Linked DNA regions of Pan troglodytes: region 1 is linked to region 2. A link is a contact called in public HiChIP or PLAC-seq data. All regions are on one chromosome and are shown on one strand. The core of a region is the stretch at or near the end of the contact, and the rest is flanking DNA. Distances in the headings are between cores, read along the strand shown.

Region 1 (6,406 bases), core at 1,735-4,234, 480 kb before region 2:
CCTTGTAAAATCCAGTTTCAACAAAGAATCCTCCTAATGAGTTTGGCAAGAACTCCCCACCCTGGATACTTGATCACCCTTGATACCCAATCAGGGTCCTTACCCCCACCATCCCCTGGGTGAGGTCTCATAAGCCCAGGCTGTCTTTGCAAGAATTCTGTCAGCCGGAATCCCCTTCACCCTGATGTTTCCTCTTCCTAATTTTCCATCCTCAAAGCCCCCTCCTGTCCCAAGTGTCCTTGCTGTATTTGGAATTGAGCCCAGTTCTCTGCTGATGTCTCTCTTCCCCTATCACAAGAGTCCCGAATAAAAATCTGTTTCTACATCTGTAACCACAGTCCAGCTCTGTTTTTTCTTTGACAGTGTCCAAGGGCGGGGCTTCCTGTCACACCTCACTTCACTCCTTCTAAGGGGCCCCTCCACCTTCCCAAGAACTCACTTTCCATTTGGGGTCCAGGCAGCCACAGCTGGCAAGAGCTAGCCCGGAGGGAGGATGCATGTGCTATGCCTGGGGGAGGGGGAATGCCCAGGATCTGCCCTTTGACCATGCGGTGCCCGTGCCTGCTTGCAGCCCCCGTGGTGGGCATCCAGGCTGTACACCCCTGGCTGCACCAGCAGCTGTCCTGCTTTCTGCCGTGGCCTTCCATCTCATAGGGTTGGAGGGCACATCCCAGAGGGCACAGGGCTTTCAGTCCCTGCATGCAGGCTTGGGTTCCTTTAAGTAAATCCTTTTCAAACCCTCAGGTGGCTGAGGAACAGCGACCTGTACTTGGGAGGCCACATCTGGCTGCTAGACTTTGGGCAAGGGGCTTCATGCTCCAAACCTCAGTTTCCCTGTTCATCACATGGCCAGGGGCAGTCCTGAGGGTGCAGGAGTGGATGTGAAGGTGGGATGCTACCTTTCCTAAAAGGGGCTGGGGTCAAGGTTCCCTGAAGGTGGACAGTGCCTGGAGCCCCTGCAGTCCCCACTGTGTCCCCCTTCCACTCCGTCGCCACCCTTATGGCTCTGACATCACTCAGGGGCAGGAGTGTGTGCAAAATAAACCCAGAGAAGTAAGTACTAGACGTCATAACAGTGTGATGGATGCAGAAGAATTGGGGTCAGGCTGCATCCCACTGGGGCAAAAGAGGCCCTCTGGGGAAGCCCCCTCTGGGTCCTCCAGGGGAGCACCTGGAGCCCAGAGCCAGCCTGGACTCACCCAGGCACACAAGCAGATGAGAGGCCTGCAGGGACCCACAGGCTGGTCCACTACCCTCCTGGCCTGGGACGGCCCTGTACATGGGCCTGGGGCAGGCTGGGTCTGATGGCAGCCTGGCCTCCTGGGGAGCATGGACGGGGTTCACCTTCAGTGTTTGGGGACAGGGGTGGCTGCTGTATAGTGACCATGACTGGGCCCCAAGAATTTTGAGGTTTCCAGGTGACAACTGCACCCATTCTCCTGATGCCCCCTATGCCGGCCCTGATGGGAGGTCATGGCACAGGGGAGAACTGAGGCAAAGAGACAGATGGCGCATGGACTGCAAGGACCACTGTGCTGTCCGAGAAGGGGACACTGAGTTGGGCCCCCATTCCGGGTCAGGCTCTGGCATCTCAAATTAGAGCTGCTATGGGGGAACGGCCCACACAGGCAGGGAAGGAAAGAGGAAGGGAAACTGCTGCTGCTGGCTGGGAGAGTGCTGCTATTCCTTCCTTCACGGGTCTCCACTTCCTGGCTGGGGCCCAATGCATTCACATCATGTGGGGCTAGGAGCTTCTTGTGGCGGGCTCCGGAGCTGGAAAGGCCAGGCCTACGAGAGGGAAAGCAGGAGGGAAAGCGGGAGGGAAGTGGAGTTGGCCCAAGGTCACTCATTTCACAGTCCAGGAAACTGAGGCTCAGGCAGGTTAAGTGACCTCTCTAGTTCGGGTCACACTGTCAAGCTAGTGTCTTCTTTTGAAGGTGGGGGACTGGGGTCCCCCAAGAAGGTGTTCCCCCCCCCCACCCCGCCGAGCGAGGTCACACCGTTGAGTCCTTCTCCCCTGGATTTGGGAAAGCATCACTGGGCACTGCCTCCTTTGGCTGGTCCCTGTGGCGTACTGGACGCCCACCGGCCTTTTGCCCCAGGCCTGGCCCTGTACTCCCCAGGGCCTGACTTTCTGTATGACCTTGGATCAGTCACGTCCCCTCTCAGTTTCAGTTTTCTCATCCAAGGGGTGGGGCGCGAGGTCGGGAGCGGGGCGGTGGACTGAGCCGGCCGGCGGGCCACCTGGATCCCGACTCCGCCACTCAACGCGGCAGGGCCCGGAAGGGCGGGCCCAAGACGGGCGGGGCTCCGGGCAGGAGCGGGCGCCTCCAGGGAGGCGCGCGGCGGTCGTAGCTGAGGCCGCCTTGAGGGCGGGACTTGGACGCGGGCAGGGCTTGAGTGAGAGGCGGGGTTAAAGGCCGCTGCGACGGCGTTATAGACGCCGGCGGGACCGGGGCCCAGCGAGGGGAGGGACTCTGGGCCCCTCGCGGCGTCTTAACTGACGCTGGGAGGGGCGGGAGTCCGGTGGCGCCCGCCCACGCCCGCAGTGGCATGGTAGAGCAGGAAGGGGCGGGGCTCAGGGCCCCTGGAGGCGCGGAGGCCGACGACGTAGGGGGGCGGGGCTCGAGTAAGGGGCGGGGCCCAGGGCTCCCGGAGGCTCGGAAGCCGACGCCGGAGGAGGCAGGGCCCGAGTGAGGGGCGGGGCCCGGTGGGGAGTTCCTTGAGGCTCGGAAGCCGTCGTCGGAGGGGGCGGGGTTCAGGTGCAGGGCGGGGCTCAGAACTCCGGGAGGCGCGGAAGCCGACGCCGGAGGGGGCGGGGCTCGAGTGAGGGGCAAGGCTCCAGGATCCTCGCAGCGGCCTATCCCAGGACGGCAAGGGGGCGGGACTCGAGTGAGAGGGGCGGAGTTTAGAGCCCTGGGGGAGCCGTAGCGGGCGCGGAAGGGGCGGGGCCTAACGGTAGGGGGCGGGGCTCGTCAAAGGGCGGGGTTTAGAGTCCCCGAGGCTACACAGCCAAAGCCCGGGGGCTGGCCTAGCCAAAAGGGGCGGGCGAGCACGGCCCGCGGGCGGCGTTCGCTGGAGCTGGTGGACCGGGCGGCTGACCGAGGGGCGGACGCGCGGCGGGGCAGACCGCTGGGGACTGCGGGCGGCGCTGTGTCCGTCGCCATGACAGGTGGGCACGGGGTCGGCTGGGCGGCAGGGATGCGGGCGCCCTGGATGGGTGGCCCGGCCTGGGGGTCCGGCTGCCTTGCGAGTCGCCTGCAGGCCGCGCCTGGGCAGCGGGGGCCGAGTGACCTTGGCCCGTCAGCTGTCGGTGGTGCGCGAGTGCACCCCCGCGAAGTGGTGGGTGTCCCGGGGCTTCTACCCGGCGGGGCCGTGCCAGCCGAGGCGGTGCCGGGCATGATGGGTGGTGGCCAGGTGCGGCGCCCGAAGAGGGCGGGGGCTACAAGGCAGCTCCAGGGTGGGGCTGCACAGCCGCGGTCTGGGCTCAGCCACTGCCAATGTGTGTGTGTCCCGTGGTGGGGAATTTGGTCTGAAAGAGTAGGAGGTGGTAGAAATGACACCGGAGAGAATTCACAGCGGTCCTACTGTGATTCTGGCCACGGAAACAACGCTCCATCCTTGCAACCACCCCAACGAGGTCGCGGGACAGGCGATGCGTTCCTCGGCGGCATGTGATTCCTGTGGGACTCTTGGAGTCTCCCAGACTCCTTCGGTGGTCCACGACGCTCTTGCCCCTGTTTAGTTCTAAGGGAATCGGGGACAGCGACTGGACCCCCCAAGGTTGTTGTGCTCCACGCTAGTGGCCCCAGCCCAGCCTTCCTCCCCAGGGCCTCTCTGGTCTGGGGACCTGCCCACCATCCTCCTGATCCCAAACAGGGTGACTCTGCCCTGTGGACCTTCCCCTGTTGGAGAAGCCCCATGAGGGTGATGGGCTGGTAAAGGACCCCATGGCAGCCCGGCCAGGGAGTATGGGGGTTCCCAGAAGCTACACTTCATGCAGAATTGGCTCAGGGACTCAGGGTAGCCCCAGAAGTCCCTAGTCCTCTCTTGGTGCTCGCTCTCTTGAGTCTCAGCCTAGGTCCTGCCCACAAATAGGATCTCATGGGCTGGAAACTGATGAGTTCCAGGACACCAGGCCAGAAGAGACTTCCAGCCTAGGCCACAAGAGACCCCAGCTGCCACCTGCTCCCCTTTGTCCTCCCTTCTAACTCTTCTTATTTGTGGCTCTCATTTCTGAGCACTTACTGTGCATTGGACCCTGTGTTGGGTGATTCCTGTTTGAAAATGATCAGATGGGGACACCTGGAATATCTCGTCTGTGTACAGATGGGGAAACAAAGTCTTAAATTGTGCCCTGCCCAGGCTGGGATTCCGTAATTCCCTTAGTGAGTTCATCAGAATGCGTGGGACACAACTCAGAGCTGTGTTGGTCTCCAGGGAGCCCTGTCCCAGGGACTGGGTGTTGGCAGAGCCTGAGGCCTTGCTGTCCATTAAGGAGCCTTCCTGCACAAAGGGACTTTGTCCCTTGCTGCCTGTCAGGGAAGCTTCCTTGCATAAGGGGACCCTGGAGCTGGGAAACCACATCAGGCAGGGGTCCCTGAAGGCTCTGACTGTAGGCCTCACCTTGTCCAGTGTATGCTTCCTACCTGCTATGTCTACTCACTGGGCCTGGAGACATTCCCTCACAACCCTTAGTTTTTGGGATGGGGAACCAAGGCCCATGGAGCACAGCTCTGGGAGGGTCATATGGACAGCCCTGCGAGGCTGCAGACCCATAGTCCCAGGCTCACTGCCTCCGTGCACCAACTGGGGTCCTGCCTTGCGCCAGCCCTCGCTGTGAGCAGCGCATGTGAGCCAGTGCCTGCAGAACGCTGAGGAGGTGTCTGCGTGGGGCAGGTGCTTGACAAGTTACCCCCTGGGCTGTGCCGGGGAGTGAGCAGTTTTAGTTGGGCTGAGCACTGAGAGAAGGGGTTTCCTGGAAGAAATTCGGGAGAGGAGGTTGATGCCCAAGTGTCTGGACTCCAGTTGGTTGGGGATGACAGGAACTCAGGAAGGCCTTTTGCATGTAGGACAGCAAGGTGAACATGAATTAACCAGGTGGAAACCAAGGAACAGGTATTCTCAGCCTGGGCTGAGATGTCTTGTGGGCCTAGAGGGCCCGGTGAGAGTGGGTGGGGCCAGCTCCCACGGGGCCTTGAATGCCAGGCTGAGGGCATCAGTCTGGGCTGATAAGAAGGTTCATATTGGGGTGTTTGAATGGGGGTCCATAGTCCTGGTGCCAGCCTGGCAAGAAGGAAGGGGATGTAGGGCGTGGTGAAGGCTTGCCGGGTCTGTGCCAGAGCGAGCCATCTTCCTTTGTCCTGTAAAAACAGTTCGGGGACTTGTTTATCGGGAGCTGGCACTGAGATGGTTTCCCTTCTTGTGCCTTTTCTGGCTTCCAAGTGCTGCCTGTTTGTGTGCACAACTCGCAACCACAGGAAGCACAGGACCCCCAAGCCGCAGAGCCCGGCTTCAGCCTCCGGACCGTGCGGCCTGTGCCAGCTGACTCACGGCTCACGGTGACTCATGGCTCTGCAGCAGCGGAGGCTCCGCCTGGTTAGCGGCTTGCAGGGCAGGAGGAAGCCGCTACAGGATGCTGGCCACGGTCCACCTACAGCCCTTGCCCCTGGGTCTTGGACCATACATTGCAGAACTCTTTTTTTTTTTTTTTTTTTTTGAGACAGAGTCTCATTCTGTCACCCAGGCTGGAGTGCAGTGGTGCAATCTTGGCTCACTGCAACCTCTGCCTCCCGGGTTCAAGGAATTCTTCTGCCTTAGCCTCCTGAATAGCTGGCTCAGCCTTCTGAGTAGCTGGGAATACAGGCGTGTGCCAGCACGACCAGCTAATTTTTTTTGTATTTTTAGTAGAGATAGGGTTTCACCATATTGCCCAGGCTGGTCTTGAACTCCTGACCTCATGATCCATCTGCCTCGGCCTCCCAAAGTGCTGGGATTATAGGCGTGAGCCACCGCGTCTGGCCTGCAGAACTCTTTAGTGAGCACCTACTGGGTGCTCAGCCAAGTGGGCAATGCTGGAGAGGACAGCCTTGGGCGTGCTTTTGGACTGGCAGGGAGTAGACTGCTGTAGCTGATTACAGTGAATTTCCATGTTAATTAGAGGGGCAGAACGTCTGAATATCAAGAGGTGGTCCTCAACATGGCTGTGCCTGGGCCTGGATCTTGATCTGTTACTTCATATCTGGTTGCAGTCTTGGGCAGGTACCTTATCTTCTCACTGTGCCTTAGTTTCCCTACCTGAAAATGGGGCTGGTGGTTGTCCTTATGTTGCAGAGCTGTTGGAAGGATGAAGGTTGTAGGTGACGTAGGGCTCACAGAGTGCCAGACATATGGGATTGCTCTGTGA
Region 2 (6,559 bases), core at 2,279-4,778:
GCATGGAGGCCCTGGAGCTTGTGAACCCACTCACGCTGCACCTGCACAATGCCAGTCTGACTGAGGTTACGGGTAGGGACATCTTGACACTGGCATAGCCTCCTAAGTGCTGAAGTGCAGCTGAGCCCTGGGCAACATGGAGGGTGTGGTGGGCAGGCATTGAGGCACCGGGCAGTTAGTAGTTGAGGCAGTTAGTAGTTGGCTAACTACTAAGCAGAGGAGGCCATTGAGTTTGGGGCCAAAGGCAATGAGGTGCGGGAGGCAGTAAGATGCTACCTGAATTTCCAAGGCCACCGTCCTCCTCTCTGGGGCCTTTCCCTCCTTACCACCAAGCAAGAGTGAGTTCGCTATGGTCCTTACCCTCTGTGAGCAGTCCTATCCTGGCCTTTGCCCCCAGCTCACCTTCTCAGGGGGGTGTCCCTCTAGCCAGTGCCCTTCTTTCTCCCCAATCATCTTGTATGCATTGATGTATGTATTGACTGTCTCCCTTTATTCCAATGTGAACTCCAACAGAGCTGAGACTCTGCTGAGTCCCCAGTGTCTACAACACTGCTCAGGACACAGTAGATGCTCAATAAATACCTCAGTAGAGGAGTGAGAGAGAAGGAGGGAAGGAGGGAGGAGTGGGGAGGTGCGTGTCCTGAAGGAGATGGAGAAAAGAAAGGGGAAGTCAGCTGGGCGCGGTGGCTCATGCCTGAAATCCCAGCACTTTGTGAGGTGGAGGTGGGTGGATCACCTGAGGTCAGGAGTTTGAGACCAGCCTGACCAACATGGAGAAACCCCTTCTCTACTAAAAATACAAAATTAGGCAGGTGTGGTGGCACATGCCTGTAATCCCAGCTACTCGGGAGGCTGAGGCAGGAGAATCACTTGAACCAGGGAGGCGGAGGTTGCAGTGAGCCGAGATCGTGCCACTGCACTCCAGCCTGGGCAACAAGAGTGAAACTCCATTTCAAAAAAAAAAAAAAAGAAAAAGAAAAAAACAAAAAGAAAGGGGAAGCCATAGGGAGAAGCCAAACAGAGGGAGCTTGTGGGCTTCTGATGACACTTGTTTTATCCCATAGATGGCAGGCAGCCATGGAAGGGCTTTGAACAAAAGGAATGTATCTGGTGGGCACAGGAGGTACAGGTGGGCACAGGAGACCATCTGAAGGGCAGGGCTGGGAGGTGGGTGGGGTGGACACCCCTGAACGACTAGCAGGGAGGCCGAGCTTCTCCAGACACATTCTGTGCGGTGGCTGTGGGGCAGGGAGCACAGGCCCAAGACTTGGAGACCAGCCGAGGGCTCCTCACTGGCTCCCAACCTCTGCCCTCTCACCAGGGAGCTGACATCCTCTGTCTGGCTGGATGTTTAATTGCTTAGCGCCTCAGTTTTCACTTCTGTGAAATGGCACTAATACCAATACCTAAAGGCACCAAAGGAGAGTCCTGAGTATGCAGTAATAGCCATCATGACCCAGGAATTTGCTAAGCGCTTACAAACATCTGGTTAGGTACTGGTAAAACCTCGTGAAGAACTGAGCCCAGGGCACTGTCCTGGTAAAAGCATTTGCTAAATGTTGGCTAACTACTGTCACTGTTTGTAAACAGGCTAATAGGAGTGTTAAGGGATGGGGGGATGCCCACATCAGGGCAGCTTCCCCTGCACCACAGCAGCCTCTAGAAGTTTCCAGCTTCATTTGGGCACTGCTCACCTGGCTACTTTAGTACTGCTGTAAGGGTGAGGGAGAGTGTATCTATCAAGGAAGTGGGCACAACTCACCTGAAACCCTCCTTTTGGGCTCTCAACCTTCAGGCTGAGCATTCTATCTATATAATAGTAGACAACGGCTTAAGAGTTACTTCTTTCCCAGAACTTCAGTATGTAAAAAAAGAAAAAAAAAATCCAGGCTTTCACCCAGGAGGAAGGGAACCAGTGACAACCGGAATTCAGGTAGGAAGGCCTATTGCAGGCCATCCTGGCCAGCCCAGAGGTGTGGGAGCTGGGGGTCTCCTGCTCTTTCCTCTCCCTCTATGGCCAGCTACTTCTCCCCCTGCCCCCTTCCCCAGTGCCCAGTGCTTTGGGCACTGCCCTGAGTCTGTATCCACGGGGTCACTTGTTGGGGGTGGGTGGCTGACTCTGAGGGTAGATTTTGGCTCAGTAGGAGGAAGGACCTTAATTGAGCCGCCTGCCGTGGAGCAAACGGCCCCTTGGCAGCTGCAGGTGGGCGGTGATGGTGAGGGGCCGAGGGGCTAAGGAGCCTTGTCATGGATGCTGCTAGGAGACTGGGCCAGGTTTCCTGTCCGGAGATTCTGGAATTCCGAGCAGGGGTGGCCCGCATTTCCCAGCACGATGCGGATTTTGCTGAGGGAGGATGGGGAGAGAAAGAGGGTGAGGGAGGAAGGGCGGGCAGGGATGTGGCCCCTGCCCAGCGCGGATGCCCCAAGGATGCAGCGCTGGCGGGGCAGGGAAGTCCTCCTCTAGAACGCGTGCAAGTGACCCCTCAGAGCGCACCTCCGCTTCTCCTCCCCACCGTGGGGGCTCAGTTCCCTGGACACGGGGGCCAGGGTTCCCATACTCCTCGCCCCTTAGGTCACGGGCCTGGGGGGCTCAAATGCCAGGGAGCTCTCTCTTGACAGAGCTGATCAGCCCGGCCCCTTAGGTCACGGGCCTGGGGGGCTCAAATGCCAGGGAGCTCTCTCTTGACAGAGCTGACCAGCCCGTGCCAGCGCACTCCCGGCCCGGGCTTCTGTCCCCTTCCTCTGGGGCTGAGCATCAGGGAAGTCCGCGGGATCCTGCGAGGGAGGCGGCAGTCCCCAGCCGAGAATGAGGGGAAAGGGGAAGTGGTGTCCCAACCAGAAACTCAGTGGGGAACGGAGGGAGGCAGCGCGGCCGAGGAGGAGGAACACCCCCACCGTGGTGGGGGTCAGAAGAAAGTTAGGGCCAAGTATTTGCTTGTCGGCCTTCTAGACTAGGAAGGCTCTCCTGCGGGCTCCACTCCCGCACCCCGCGTCTCTCCTTCTGCCTTGCCCGGGTTCCCCCAGCTCATCTTATCCCCGGGGCCCCGCCCACCTTCTCCCCGGGGTGCCACCCCACTTTCAGTCTCAAGGCTCCCCCAGCTCACCTTCGCGCCCGCGGACCCCTGGGTCTACCTTCAGCCTTGGGGGCCCTTCTCGGCCTATCTTCCACCTTCGAGATCCCCCCACCCGCCTTCTCTCCCGGCAGGGTCCCCCCCGGCCGTCTTCTTCCCCGGCAGGGTCCCCCAACCCACCTTCTCCCCCGCAGGGTTCCCCAGCCCGCCTTCCCGGCGGCGGGAGCGGCGGCCCAGGCCGGCGGGCGGAGGCGGCGCCACCCGGGGCGCTGACGTAGAGGCCGCTCGGCGGCCGGGGGTCCCTTCGGTGGGGCCGCGGCTCCCCGCCCGCCGCCCCCGCGCGTCCATTCCCTTTTGTGTCCCGCGCGCGGCCCGTCCCCCGCGCACACTAGCGCCCTGAGCCCCGCGGGCCGGCGGGCGGCTCCCGGCGCGGCCCCTCCAGCCAGCGCGCCCGGCATTGTGTGGACGCGCCTGGCCGGGAGCGCGCGCGGGGGGCTGTCGTGCGCCCCCGTCCCCGTCCCCTCCCGGCCGCGGCGCCGCCTGCGCCCCGCCGCCCCCGCCGCCCCCGCGCGGCCCGGCCCCCGGCCCGGCCCGGACCGACCCGGGCAGCGCAGCGGCGGGGCCGAGCGGCGGCGCGGCGCGGCAACATGGCGACGGTGCCCGTGTACTGCGTCTGCCGGCTCCCCTACGACGTTACCCGCTTCATGATCGAGTGCGACGCCTGCAAGGACTGGTTCCACGGCAGGTGAGCGCGCGGCGGCTGCTCGGCTCGGCCCGGCCCGGCCCGGCCACCTTGCCCGACCGAGCCCCGCGCCCCCGGCTGCGCGCCCGCAGGCCCGGCTCGGGGACGGGCCGCCGCCGCCGCCGCATTCCGGGCGCCCGGGTCGGGGCTGGGCCGTGCCGGGCCGCGCGCCCTTTTGTGCCCAGGGCGGGGGCGCCAAGCCCGGGGCCCGCGCTGGGCGCCCCTGGCCGCCGCGCACAAAGCGAGGCCCGCGGGCCGGGAGGTGGGCTCGGGGCTCGGGGCGCGGGGAAGTTGGGGCTCCAGGCCCGGGCCGGGCCGCCTGTCAGCTGGGTCGCGGCGGCCGCAGAGGCCGGGCATCCGGAGGGAGGCCGAGGCCCGGAGCCCCCGCCGCCTCCCCCCTGCGAAGTTGCAGGAACTTTCCCCGGGCGGGCTCGGGGCTGGCCGGGCCGGGAGAAGCGGGCGCGCAGCCCGGCGCGGGTCCCGGGAGAGGTGCGAGTGGCGGGCTCCGACTCCGGCAGGGCTGGGGAGACCGTGGGGGCTCCGGCGAGGTGGCAGCCGGCGCGCCCACCCTCCGCCGTGGCCGGCGAGCTCCCTCGGACCTTGTCCCCGAGGGCAGGACCCCTCCCGGACCCCCGCGGAGCAACTAGACCCGGCAGGCCTGAAGGTCCGCAGGCAGGAGTGCAGTGACAGAATAGTGTCTGTGAGTTGGGTAAGGGGGGTTTGTTGTGGCTTTGCCACCTCCTCCCTGGCCTTCAGCTTTCCCCGTTTCTCTCCTCTCCGTTCCCGGCAGGAACGCCGGTTTTGACATGATTTTATGCTCCCTAAGGAAGATGGGGAGGGGGGAAGGAGGTAACGCTTGGAGACACTGAAAACCCCCGCCCTCTTGGCCCTTGCCGATGGCCATGACCTGGCCCCATGCCTAGGGCAGGTCCCTTCCCACCAAGAAGTAAATGGAGGAGGAGGAAGAGGAGGTGATAGTGTTGCCCAAACTGCTCCAACAGGTTCTCTTGCATCTGACTTTGCCTGTGGGATGTGTTTGGACCCGGGGCTGGCCAGGGCTGTATGCCCTCTGGGGCTCCAGTCCCAAACCACCGGCAGCAAGCAGCCGGGGAAAAGAGAGGGGTGTGTGGTGGTGGGTGGTCCGGGATTCTCCTTCCAGAGAGGAGATCCTCCTGCAGGTTCTAAGCCTGGGTCTTCAAGACTGGTCAGTGGCGCTTAAGAGTGGGCTGTGGCCCCGAGTCCAGTCCTGCCAGTTTACATGTGGGGACCTGGGTGGCTGGGATGTGACAGGGCCTGCTATGTCTGTCAGCCCCAGTCCTGAGTCCTACCTCCCTGCTGTTAGAAGGGCCTGGGACTCTGTGGGGTGGGGATGCCCACGGAAATCTGGGCTGCCTTCCTGGGTATGCCCAGGGCTGTGGAAGCCTCTTAGAGCAAGGGAGACTGAGTGTGAACACCGGGCTCTGCCCAGAACAGGGCTGACATGCACACCCTCAACTGGCAGCCATTGAGAAGTTCATGGCCGGGCCAAAGTGAGTGAGAGCCTCTAAGGCTCCTCATGTCCAGGGATGCTGAGCAGCTGGCCCTGAAAAGCCCTGAAAGTGGTGGGGCCTCTGCCTTCTCCCCCATCTCCACCGGAGCCCTGACCTGGCGAGCACAGTCACTCCGCTACAGAACCTTCTGGGCACCTGTGTCAGCTCCTGGCTGCTGCCCACACTCGGGGCCCAGAGTAGGGAGAGTGAGAGAACGCGAGAAGACCTTTGTCTCGCTGCTTAGGGGACCCTCTGGGAAGGGAAGGCTAGTTCTGAACTAGACTTCGAGGCCAAGGGAAAAACTCCAGGAATGAGGGGCAGGCAGGCGACAGGGGCTGAGAGCTGGCCTGAGAGCTGGTTGGTGTCATTTGCTGTATTGGCCCATGCAAAAAATCCCCAAAAGGGGGATGTCTGGGGAGGCTCTAGCTCCTTTTTTTCTTATTTGAGGTCTCTGATTGAATCCAGTACAGGCAGTTGATCAGCACAGATTTATTCTCACCTATTTGGGGTGGCCGTGGGGTCTGAAAGGAGCTGTGCTTTCCCTCGGCCATGAAAGTCATTTTCTCCTGCATCTAACCAAGGGTCATCTGCCAAAGTGAACCCTACGGGGAGAAAGCCTCTGGGTGTGCCTGCTCCCCAATGGTTCTGGGCAGGTGTGTGATGGGGAGGACAGGCGTCAGGGGTTGGTGGGGTTGGTACAGCTCTCACAGCCCTGGGCAAATCCTTTGGTCTCTCAGCATCACTTTTCTTTTCTCATCAGTAAAATGAATGTGTGTGACCAGACCCCGGGGTTTCTCGACCTCCAGATAGTCTCGTATGGCCTCGGTGGTTCTTTCCTGATCTTCGTACCGCCTGTACTGTGATTTACTTCCTATTTAACATTTCAACTCTCTTTTTAAAAGTTTGAATACTTTTAAACTTTTTATTTTGAGGGGACTTTAGACTTACAAAAGAGTTCCAAAAATGGTACAGTTTCCCTGTATCCTTCTCTCCCTTTCCCTGCAGTGAACATCTTACCCAGCCATGGGACCAGTACCAGAATGAAGGAGTTAATGCTGGTGCCGGGCTGCTGACTAAACTACAGGCTTTATTCAAATGTATTTAACCAGTGTTCCCCACTTAATGTCGTTTTTCTGTTCTCGGATCCCACCTTGCATTTAATCCTCATGTCTCCTTACTCTCGAAAATATTGCTTTTAAAAGGAAACTTCGTATCAT

The links. HiChIP or PLAC-seq counts read pairs in DNA pulled down with a chosen protein or histone mark.
Region 1: an H3K4me3 HiChIP or PLAC-seq map of stem cell-derived excitatory neurons shows a contact between it and region 2, with 4 times the contacts expected there. The contact joins the promoter of CARD19 here to the promoter of PHF2 in region 2. A contact is called at or near these places in 1 of 7 Hi-C or Micro-C datasets (stem cell-derived neural progenitor cells) and 1 of 1 datasets of contacts at active chromatin or transcription factors (stem cell-derived excitatory neurons).

The regions. Positions count from the first base shown.
Region 1 is chr11:45,333,419-45,339,824 of NHGRI_mPanTro3-v2.0_pri, reverse strand. It overlaps CARD19 (caspase recruitment domain family member 19), which reads left to right and starts at 2,984. Exons shown (of 4, transcript XM_054658259.2): 1 at 2,984-3,172. The coding sequence starts at 3,166. It overlaps LOC107976714 (a long non-coding RNA gene), which reads right to left and starts at 2,502. Exons shown (of 3, transcript XR_001720876.3): 1 at 2,144-2,502; 2 at 1-1,788.
Region 2 is chr11:44,852,474-44,859,032 of NHGRI_mPanTro3-v2.0_pri, reverse strand. It overlaps PHF2 (PHD finger protein 2), which reads left to right and starts at 3,528. Exons shown (of 22, transcript XM_016961190.4): 1 at 3,528-3,816. The coding sequence starts at 3,719.